Linked DNA regions of Mus musculus: regions 2 and 3 are each linked to region 1. A link is a contact called in public HiChIP or PLAC-seq data. All regions are on one chromosome and are shown on one strand. The core of a region is the stretch at or near the end of the contact, and the rest is flanking DNA. Distances in the headings are between cores, read along the strand shown. Region 1 holds the start of Dcaf12 (DDB1 and CUL4 associated factor 12). Region 2 overlaps Ubap2 (ubiquitin-associated protein 2). Region 3 overlaps Ubap1 (ubiquitin-associated protein 1).

Region 1 (3,256 bases), core at 277-2,776:
GCCTGACTTCGCGGTTCTTCAGGTAGTACACTAGGGATCTCTTCACTGGGGGGAGTCTTTTCCTTTTGTGCAGCGAATGATCCCAGCCAAACTGTGAAAGCCAACATCAGAAATCAGGGGTTTGGCCACTTTTCCTTCAGACAAGAAGTCTGACCGTTTTATAAAAGAACCAACACGAATTCGTCCTTCGGGATTTACACAATCAAACATTTAACAGAAGATTTGTAATCCAGAAAGTACAGTTTAACTCGGCTAGCACTGAAATAAGGCTCTCATAATGAAGACTACTTAGAAAATGGATAAACAGGGCAAAAAAAAGTTAACTAAACCTTTGAGGAAAGTGGAGGGCTCAGAAATAACATATACCCAGGTGTCCTTGATAGTTACGAAATGAAGTCCATATTACAGAACCCACCTGGGCTGCACTTCTACCCAGCCCCCTTCTCCCTCTCCGCCTGTGCACCCCGTAGAGCATAAAGAGTATAGCTCAAAGAGCCAGACTGGGGTCTCGGATCTTCCAGGGATGTACAGTCAATGGCCGCTCATCTGACTCCGCGCGACTTGCGCTGCGGGCAGTTTTAGAATTCGAAAAATCAAATACCAACGGGGTAACCTGCGTCGGAATCCCAAGTCCAAGAGGCCTTCCTCTCCAAAGGGGGCAATATAGAGATGACACCTGGTGTTTCTTCTAGATGTCTAAAGAGCCAAAGGGGCCTGCACCCAGTTTAGGAGATGGTTTCCTTGATAAGAGACCATCGGCCCTTATTCCTAGTGCCACTGGAAGGTCCACTTCAATCTCCTTCCCAGTAACTTCGGAAGGTCGGTCTTACTTCCGATTCCCCTTGTCTTCATTTTCTCCTCCCTCCAGGAACGAGGAGGTCCTGAAGCTCTCTATCCCTAGCTGCTGACTTCCAGCGGAAGGCGTCATTTTGTAGTTTTCTTTTGGCTCCTCACCCTTCCGGCCCGCCTGCTCGCCAGTACACTGCAGAAGGACCGGTCACTGCTCTACAGTCCCGGCTCCGGTTCTCGTCCCGCCCTGGCCCCAGGTTCCTGAACCCAGCTGGAACGCCCTAAGCCCCTGCTAGGTGATGACCCAGACCTGTGAGCCCTCACCTGCGGGCCCTGAGCGTCGCTCCCGGCTCCTGGCGAGGCAGACGCTTTCCGCTTCCTGCTAACTGCTTTCCGGGCCATAGTGGGCAGCGCCGCCGTGGCCCCGCAGCCACATGAGGCGGAGAAGGCAAGGGGCGGCAGGGCGACGGGTCATGAACCGGGCCCTGGGGCCGCGCGCTTTCGAGCGCCCGGCCCGGAAAATGGCTCGGATCCCGGGCAGCAGTCGATCAAAATGAGGCGCGTAAATGGAAGAAGGGAAAATCCGGGTTGGGAAAGGGGAAGGGGAAGGGAAGGGGAAGGAAAAGCAGGAACAAGCAGCTTTCCTACCGCCGTGTCTGGAAAGGACGGCGAGCGGCGAGAACCAAAACACCCCCCTCCCACTCGCCCGCGCCCCGTCACTCCTGCGCAGCCGCACATAGCAGCACGTCGCCACGGAGACACCGCCCAGACCAGCAGGGCGGGACTTAAGCGCAGCAAGGAGAATTGATGTCCTCGGAGAACTTCCGCTTGCCTCTTGCCAATGGCGGTTAAGCTGTGGCCAAAGGAATCCAGCCTTCTGTCGGGACATTTCCGACCTCAGCCAGCTCATCCTCTGGCATGCGGAAGTAAGCATGAGCTGCCTGGCTGCGGGACCAATCTTGAACCTGTAACCATCATGGTAGGATTAAAGATATTCTAGACACCCTGATTGCCAGATTGCAATCAGACTATTAAAACACTGGACTCTAAGAAATTGCAGTTTTCCTGGGAGAAGGAAAGGACAAGGGCACAGATGCCAGCCAATAGAGGAACTTGACTCCAGGAAAGATAGATCACAGTTGGGAAAACTTGTCAGACTACCTTCCCAGAGAAACTGGGCGAACAGATGATGGATGCGACCACACCTTGCCGACGACTGCTTACTTAAGCATAGCTGTTGCCTTTAAGCCTAAACAAACCACACGTCAGCCCCTAAGATGGACTAGGATAAGAGAATGTCCCGTCGTTGTTCTTTCCAATGAGACCGAGTTAACACCTTTCTTCAAGTTTCCCCTTACACTTTGTCTTTTAGTTGGCCTGTTGAGAATGAGTTAAGGCTGCTAGGGCCCAGGTTCTGACCCTTCCTTATACCTCAGAAGACGTTTCTTAATCCTGTAACTAGTAGCCTCACATTTAGCACTTTCCCCCAACATTCTCACAAACTGTCAATGGGCACAAAAGATTAGACACTTTAAGGAAGGCAGAGAACCCCACATCACACTCCTTCAAGATGGATTCAGGGTAGGAAGGCAGCAGTATGGTCAGATTTTTGCCACATCAAAGTACCAGAGCTAACGCAGGCTGCCTCACATGCCTGTTGGCACAGGTCTCCCCACACATACGGAGTCCCCAGATTCCATTCTCCACTTCTTTACTCTCCAGCTCCCTGTCTATTTTGACTCCTGTCTAAACCTCAAGTCACTTTTCCCCTTCTTTTATTTATTCCTTTTCTTTCTTTCCTTTTTTTTTTGAGACAGGGTTTCAGTGTATAGTCTTGGCTGGTCTGGAACGCAGCATGTTATATAAATCAATCTGGCCTCAAAAGTTATAGAGCTCCACATGCCTCTGCCTCCCCAGAGCTGAGTTAAAGGTGTGTGCAACCACATCTAATAAGTCACTTTCTTTCATAAAATGCCACCCTTTTTAGGTCTGCAAGGTCAAAGTCACACTGTCCTTGTGCTTCAGCAAATAGACCCATCGCTGTAATTCATGCCATTGCCTGCCTTTCTCTCGGAGCCCAGCCTTGATCTCCATTAAGGAGTGAAATCTTGAACCACAGAAAAGAGAGTGGTCATTTTTGGCATGTCCGGTTTGGACTGGCACCAGTCACCAAACAAAGCGGGATCACCCTTGCCTCCATTTTCCGAAGATCCTGAAGGAATGTGAGTGCCAGCTTCCACTTTCCTCAGGCAAAGAAACCCTTGGAGGAAGCAGGATGTTCTTGCTTGAGACTGACTGGCCTCAGGCTGTGGTGCCCAGTTACCTGCTGGTCCCTTCAGCTTCAGGCCTCATACCTCCAGGGAACTGTGTTGGCCCATCTGCCGTTCTGCCTACAAGAAGATTTGATTTGTTTTCCAGGTTGAAATGATGTGCCACCACCCCAGATCAGCACTGCAACTAACCCCTA
Region 2 (3,256 bases), core at 419-2,918, 74 kb before region 1:
TTATAATCCTACCACTGACTTAGAAGGCAGAGGTAGGCAGATCTTTATAAGAACAGCTTGATCTACAAAGTGAGTTCCACACTAGTCAGGGCTACACAGTGAGACCCTGTCTCTACCAAGGCGTATGGGCTGGCATAATATGGCTCAGCAGGTTAAATGAGCCTGGTGATGTAGTTCAATCCTCAGAACACATATAAAGGTGAAAAGAGGGGACAACTCTACAAAATTGCCCTCCAAGCAGCATATGCAACCATGACATGCTTGTCTTCATGTGTGTGTGTGTGTGTGTGTGTGTGTGTGTGTGTGTGTGTGTGTGTGCCTGAGCTTACATTTTGTGCCTTCATGCACTGATAGACACAGACACACACACACAGACACACACACACACTTTACTTTTAAAAATAACATGTATCTGCCATCACAGCAGTGCTCATCACTCAAGAGTCAGGGAGGGAGGATCATGAGGCAGAAGCCAATCAAGCTACAAAGGCCCTGTCTCAAACTAAACAAAACCAGAAAGAAGAAAAAAATATTTATGTTTATACCTTAAGAAATTAAAGAGAGAACAGCAAACTAATACATCTAAGCAAATAGAAAAGAAGGAACAGAAGACAGAGGAACTAAAATAAATGAAGATTAGAAAGAGGGATGTCAACAAATTAGAACATAACTCCCAGCTGGGTGTGGTCACTTACACTCAATCCCAGCACTGCTGAGACAGAGAAGATGGATCTGATCAAATTCAAATCCATCCCAGGTTATGTACTGAGTTCCAAATCACCTGTGTTAAAGATTAAAATGCTATATTAAAAGGGGGGGAAGGGGGTGAAGGGAGCCTGGTCGACTGAGAGACTTCCAGGACAGCCATAGCTATACAGAGAAACCCCCATCTCAAAAAGAGGAGGAGGAAAAAGAAAAGAAAACGGGGAAAACGTGAGTCTTTAAGTTTCGGGGGGGGGGGGTCACTTTGCTTTGGTTTTTGGTGGTCCTCGAGACAGAACCCAGGGCTTTAGCAAGGTAGGTGGTCACTCTTCTTTTGAGCTAGCTTCTTTGCTACCTGTTCAAGAGTTGACTCATAGTTGAGGAGATGTCAATAAATACCCAGCTACAAAGACACAAGATTCAAGAGTAGTAATATTAGGAGTAAGAGAGAAGGGGCACAGTTACTGGAGAGACTGCAAAGCTTAATACATCCCTAACATCCCGTTACTGAAGGGGAGGGAGGGAGAAAGTGAGTTCAGAGACATCCTAGCACAAAGTAAGACCTTGCCTCAAACAAACGACAAAAATGAAAATTCGGGGTTTATGAAAGGAAACCTAGAACAAGTAAGTATGTGTCACCAAATTAGCCTAGATAAAATACAATACTGAAAAAGACACAAACTAGGGCCAAGGAGGGGGCTCGGCTAGTAAAAGCTCTAACCATACAACCGTGACACCTGACACCTTAGAGATATATGTAAGTTGTCAGGATGCAGGAGCATGTATCTATAACCTCAGCATGTCTACCAAAAGATGTGACTAGAGAATTGTTCCAGAAGATCAAAGACCAGCCAGCCTGCAATATGCTGACAGCAGGAACAAAAGAAACCCTACCTCAGCAAGGGAATAGACACCCAAACGTTGTCCTTTGACCTACAAACCACACTGTAGCTTGTAACTGTTCACACTTTAATCATAAAAAAAGCCACAAAGATGAATAGAAGAGGAATGGGGTCATCAACTACTATAAAGGGAGACTCGTAATAGATTAAGTAACTAAACTAGTCATCAAAACTTCCCAGAAAAGTGGAGCTTGGTGGTTTAGATCTGTAGCACTCATGAGGCTAAGGCAGGAGGATCTCATGTGTTTAAGGGCAACCTGGGCCACAGTGTGTCCCAGGCAAGCCTGATTTAACCCTAATTACACTTACAGCCTGATTTAAGACCCCATCTAGATAGATTTTTTTGGTTTTGGGGGTTTGTTTTTTCTTTTTTTTTTTTTTTTTTTTGGTTTTTCAAGACAGGGTTTCTCTGTGTAGCCCTGGCTGTCATGGAGCTCACTTTGTAGATCAGGCTGGCCTCAAACTCAGAAATCTGCCTGCCTCTGCCTCCCAAATGCTGGGATCAAAGGCATGCGCCACCACGCTGGGCCAGATAGATAGATAGATAGATAGATAGATAGATAGATAGATAGATAGATAGATAGATGGATGGATGGATGGATGGATGGATGGATGGATGGATGGACAGACGAACGGACGGATGGACAGACGGACTTACGGACGGACTTACGGACGGACAGAGGGAGGGAGGGAGGGAGGGAGGGAGGGAGAAGTTATTTCAACAACAAATTCTTCACAAACTCTCAAAACCAACATGGGACACTTTTCAACTCTATGCAAACCAGATTGTAGTAATACAAAAAAAACACATAAAAAAAGGATACTTTATCAATAAAAACAGCAACAAAACCCTATAAGCATCCTCATAGTCACAGAATGTACTTGACAAATTCAACTTTTTTTTTAAAGAAAGAAAAGGTCTCTCTAGATAGTCGTGGCTGCCCTGGAACACACTCTGTAGACCAGTCTGTCCTTGAACTCAGAGATCTGCCTGCCTCTGCCTCCTAAGTGCTGGGATATACCACCACAGCCTGGTCTATAAAATCCAACCTTTTTTTATTATAAAGACTATTCAACAATTTCAGCATGGAGGAGAAAACCCTTATCCTGATAAAAGGAACTACAGAAATTGACAATTGTAATACATAATGATGAAAGACACTAAAACATTTTCCCTAAGATCAAAATAAGCTGATGATACAAGCCTTTAACTCCACAGGTGCAGGTGGATCTGAGTTTGAGCCTAGTCTTATCTAAGGCGTGAGTTCCTGGACAGGCAGAGCTAGAGAGATCCTGTCAAAAGAGAAGAGGGTGGGGCAGTGGTGGCTCACGCCTTTAATCCCAGCACTCGGGAGGCAGAGGCAGGCAGATTTCTGAGTTCAAGGCCAGCCTGGTCTACAAAGTGAGTCCCAGGACAGCCAGGGCTACACAGAGAAACCCTGTCTCGAAAAACAAACAAACAAACAAACAAAAAATTACAAAATCAAAACAGATTTCACTGCTAGACAGGACCCTGAAACTCAACTCTACGCTACTGTGTCCAACCCAACTGACACAACCTTGAACTATTCGTTTTTTGGGTACAGTAGAAAATACATTAATCATGCCCCCCACACAGGAATTTTAACATGTAATAATGTTTTAGCAACAGG
Region 3 (3,256 bases), core at 226-2,725, 73 kb after region 1:
TGTTTTCTTTGGTTCTTGGAAGCCTGCAATTTTGTTCCTGTGGCCTGGGAGTGAGCTGAGCTGCCTTTGTGCCTTAGGCTTCATTATCAGAGGTGAACCAATCAGGTGATACTAGGGAGGTCCGGTGGCAGGGAGCAGCATGCTTGTAGCCATGCAGTAGACTGCCTAGGAGTCTAGCCTAGTATGGCTAATACTCCTTCCTTCCATCTTCACTGCAAAGGACAGCAGCTTTAGCAGGGAATGAAGCCAAGTTATGTGGTATGAGGCAAAGGTAAGTGCCCTCAAAATCCTGAGGCCCTGAGCTAGCCATGACCAGTGAGAGGCAAGAGTGAGACTAGGATAGTCAGTTACAGAGTAGCAATGTCTGCAGTGACTGAGTCTTAACCAAAATAGAGTTAGGGGCTAATGAAAGGACACAGAGAAATCTGCACAGCCCTCAAACATTCATTCTGTAGGTAGGTTCAGACTCAGAACTGATTTTCAAGTTACAGGGATCAGGGCATGGAATAGCATGTGCTGTCTGAACATGCAGGAACTGCGGGTGAGGGCTCCAAGGGTTGCTGGTGTTTCCTAGCTTTTCTTTTTGGCTGGTACTCAGTACCTCTCTTCTTTCCAACCCACAATGCCTGGACAGCAACCTGGGCCTCAACTCATCTTACCGTGATCTTGTTTTTCTATTGTCAGGTAACCCCTCTAAATTTCTCAGTGTCACAAGTGCCCAACATGCCTAGCTGTCCCCAGGCCTATTTGGAACTGCAGGCACTGTCTCCGAGTGAGCGGCAATGTGTAGAGACAGTAGTCAACATGGGCTACTCATATGATTGTGTCCTGAGAGCCATGAGAAAGAAAGGAGAGAATATTGAGCAGGTGAGGTGCTGGTCTGTAAGGTGTGGGTGGGGGAGCATGGTGACCTCAAGTTAGAGTTGTGATCTTGAGGTCCTCAAGTGCCTGCAACTCCAGCCTCCTCCCGTGTGGGTATGTGGAGCCTTGGGCTATCATCAGGGACCAGAAGTTGAACAGTAGTCCTTGAGAGTCTGAGAAAGCCTGGGGGGTGGGAGGGCTGGATCTGTTGTCATTATCCACCCCTTTGTACCTCTAGAGAGTACAAAACTGAGCATATGGTTAGATCTACACTTCTTTTTGAGATAGGGTCTTGTGTAGGCCAGGCTGCTCCGAACTGAGGTAGCTGAGGCTGGCATTGGACTCAGTCCTGACCGCTAGCATTACAGATATATCCCACTACTCGGCTTACCTCTAGAAACTTTTGTCATGGCTGTGCAGGACGCTGTGAATAGCATACTATAGTCCTCTGCCTTGGGGACATTTTCTGACATGCACTGTATTTTTCTAGAAGACTATTATCCTACTCTGGCTGAGCTGATCTTCTGGGTTGAGTCAGCTGTGACAGTACCTCCTTTGGGATGTGGCTGCTCATTTCTAGAAGGGCGTGCCGGTTTGTTTACCAAGTCATTATTGAGGTTATGCTGTGCTAGGCAGTCTGGGCCTGATAACTGGGGAGGGACAGGGAGGCAGCTTCACACAGATGGTCTAAAGCTCTCGACTCAGGAGTAACAGGAGGAGCTCAAGCCTTGTTTCTTTCCTTAGATTCTCGACTATCTCTTTGCACACGGACAGCTTTGTGAGAAGGGTTTTGACCCTCTTTTAGTGGAAGAGGCTCTGGAAATGCACCAGTGTTCAGAAGAAAAGGTAAGAACCTTTATGCATTCACAGGAGCAGAGTTGACTGCTGTACTCCCTGGCCCCTGCACTGCCTTTTCTTACTAGTCACTGTAGGCAGAAGCAGTCAAAGACAGACTCCAGTGTCCAGACAAGGAGTCTTGCATTTAGTATAGATAAAACATGGAGTTGAATCCCAGTGATAGGAAGGGGAAGTAGAGTTGCGCTAAAAGCCAGGCTTTTGGAAGACAGTGACTGTTGATAGTCTTTTTGCCTTCCCTTCTATCTAGAAAGCATACTTTAGGGGTTAAATACTTTGTCTTGGTGGGAATATTCATGTGGGCAGGAGCTCGTCCAGAGGTCAGCAAGTGAATTGTTACTTTCGAGGGAACCTTAAAGACCCATGGGACTGCTTGAAGGAGGCAGAATCTTCACCTGCAGTATACACCTACATTCAGCTGCTCTGCGTGGCTCAACTCTTTCTGAAAAAAATTTGTTCTCCTTTATCCCATAGATGATGGAGTTTCTTCAGTTAATGAGCAAATTTAAGGAAATGGGCTTTGAACTGAAAGACATTAAGGAAGTTTTGCTATTACACAACAATGACCAGGACAATGCTCTGGAAGACCTCATGGCCCGGGCTGGAGCCAGCTGAGACCTGGCCCTGCTACGGCCCTGCCACAGCACCACCATTCCCCAAGGAGGCTCTGCACAGCTCACTTGTGGGGAAGACGGGACATGCTTCCAGATTTTCTTTGGGGGTTAGAAGGTCGGATGTGGAGTTGACACTTGTTAGTCTCTGTGAGCCCAGGCCTGAGCTGGGGGAAAGTAGGAAGATTTGGGCATATATGCTCTCTATTGGTTCCTTCCATATTAAACATACCTGTGTTTTGAGAAGTGTCCTTCCCACTTTGGGCTTTCAGAAGGAATACTTGGTTCTTTCTGGGGTCTCTAATGTTCTCAGCCAAAACCTGGCCTGGCTACCAAGAAGAGTGGGAAGACAGGAGGAGCAGACTGCTGCTGTTTTGGGGCTAGATCCTTTCCTCTCCTCTCTGCTGCACCACTGTCAGACTGGGCTCTAACCCAAGTGGAATGCAACTGAGAGGGTCTTCCTGGGCCCGCCTTCCCCGACAGCCCTAGTGTTACACTGGTTCTGGAGTGTCTCTGCGGTACAAAGATGCACTTTTCTTCATGGGGCAAAGTCTGCCTCTTCTGCCAGGCAGTTCCCATTTGCCCCTGTCCAGACTGTTTCTTTTGGCTTAGACCATAATCCTCTGCTGCCCGGGGCATTGGAGCCCCTGTGCTAGGAAGCTGTCAGTTTTGAGTATCATTGGCCCTTTCCAGCACATGGGTGAGAAAACAGGCCACGACTTGTCACTCAGCACTAACCCCCAGTTCTTGAACAGCCTCCTCCAGCCCTGCTTTAGGATGACACAATGAATAACACCTAGGCATAGAAACCAGTCTCTTTGGTTTGTTTGTATTATGTTCTACAATATTAAAGATCTAAATACAAAGGATATAATACAGTCTTGAATCTAAAGTAATTTGCTAACTATTTTGATTCTTCAGAGAACTAC

The links. HiChIP or PLAC-seq counts read pairs in DNA pulled down with a chosen protein or histone mark.
Region 2: a contact with region 1 is called in a BATF HiChIP or PLAC-seq map of CD8 T cells, with 6 read pairs. The contact joins the enhancer-like site here to the promoter of Dcaf12 in region 1. A contact is called at or near these places in 1 of 39 promoter capture datasets (second pharyngeal arch cranial neural crest), 1 of 484 Hi-C or Micro-C datasets (nephron progenitors), 3 of 115 datasets of contacts at active chromatin or transcription factors (CD8 T cells and embryonic stem cells) and 4 of 9 other capture datasets (adipose tissue, embryonic stem cells, liver and 1 more).
Region 3: an H3K4me3 HiChIP or PLAC-seq map of bone marrow-derived macrophages shows a contact between it and region 1, with 4 times the contacts expected there. The contact joins the enhancer-like site here to the promoter of Dcaf12 in region 1. A contact is called at or near these places in 11 of 39 promoter capture datasets (the C10 cell line, the HPC-7 cell line, cancer-associated fibroblasts and 8 more), 5 of 15 datasets of contacts at CTCF or cohesin (CD8 T cells, the G1E-ER4 cell line, the NIH/3T3 cell line and 2 more), 106 of 484 Hi-C or Micro-C datasets (3T3-L1-derived adipocytes, the AML12 cell line, the AtT-20 cell line and 68 more), 32 of 115 datasets of contacts at active chromatin or transcription factors (the 230-238 cell line, the HPC-7 cell line, the NIH/3T3 cell line and 24 more) and 7 of 9 other capture datasets (adipose tissue, bone marrow-derived macrophages, embryonic stem cells and 4 more).

Annotation. Positions count from the first base shown.
Region 1 is chr4:41,313,375-41,316,630 of GRCm38.p6, forward strand. It overlaps Dcaf12 (DDB1 and CUL4 associated factor 12), which reads right to left and starts at 1,527. Exons shown (of 9, transcript NM_026893.3): 1 at 1,114-1,527; 2 at 1-91. The coding sequence starts at 1,191. It overlaps Gm46891 (predicted gene, 46891), which reads left to right and starts at 968. Exons shown (of 2, transcript NR_168697.1): 1 at 968-3,256.
Region 2 is chr4:41,239,488-41,242,743 of GRCm38.p6, forward strand. The region is part of intron 2 of Ubap2 (ubiquitin-associated protein 2); the gene reads right to left. Among named protein-coding and RNA genes, the nearest start is that of Gm24837, 30 kb to the left of the region's middle. Within about 2 kb of position 1,669, at least 17 of the 459 cell types and tissues checked have an H3K27ac peak or open chromatin away from gene starts, as enhancers often do. A contact at or near this core is called in CD8 T cells, where this site is marked.
Region 3 is chr4:41,386,491-41,389,746 of GRCm38.p6, forward strand. It overlaps Ubap1 (ubiquitin-associated protein 1), which reads left to right. Exons shown (of 7, transcript NM_023305.3): 5 at 685-867; 6 at 1,606-1,707; 7 at 2,191-3,256. The coding sequence ends at 2,331. Among named protein-coding and RNA genes, the nearest start is that of Ubap1, 39 kb to the left of the region's middle. Within about 2 kb of position 1,476, at least 72 of the 459 cell types and tissues checked have an H3K27ac peak or open chromatin away from gene starts, as enhancers often do. A contact at or near this core is called in the C2C12 cell line, the G1E-ER4 cell line, adipose tissue and 14 more, where this site is marked.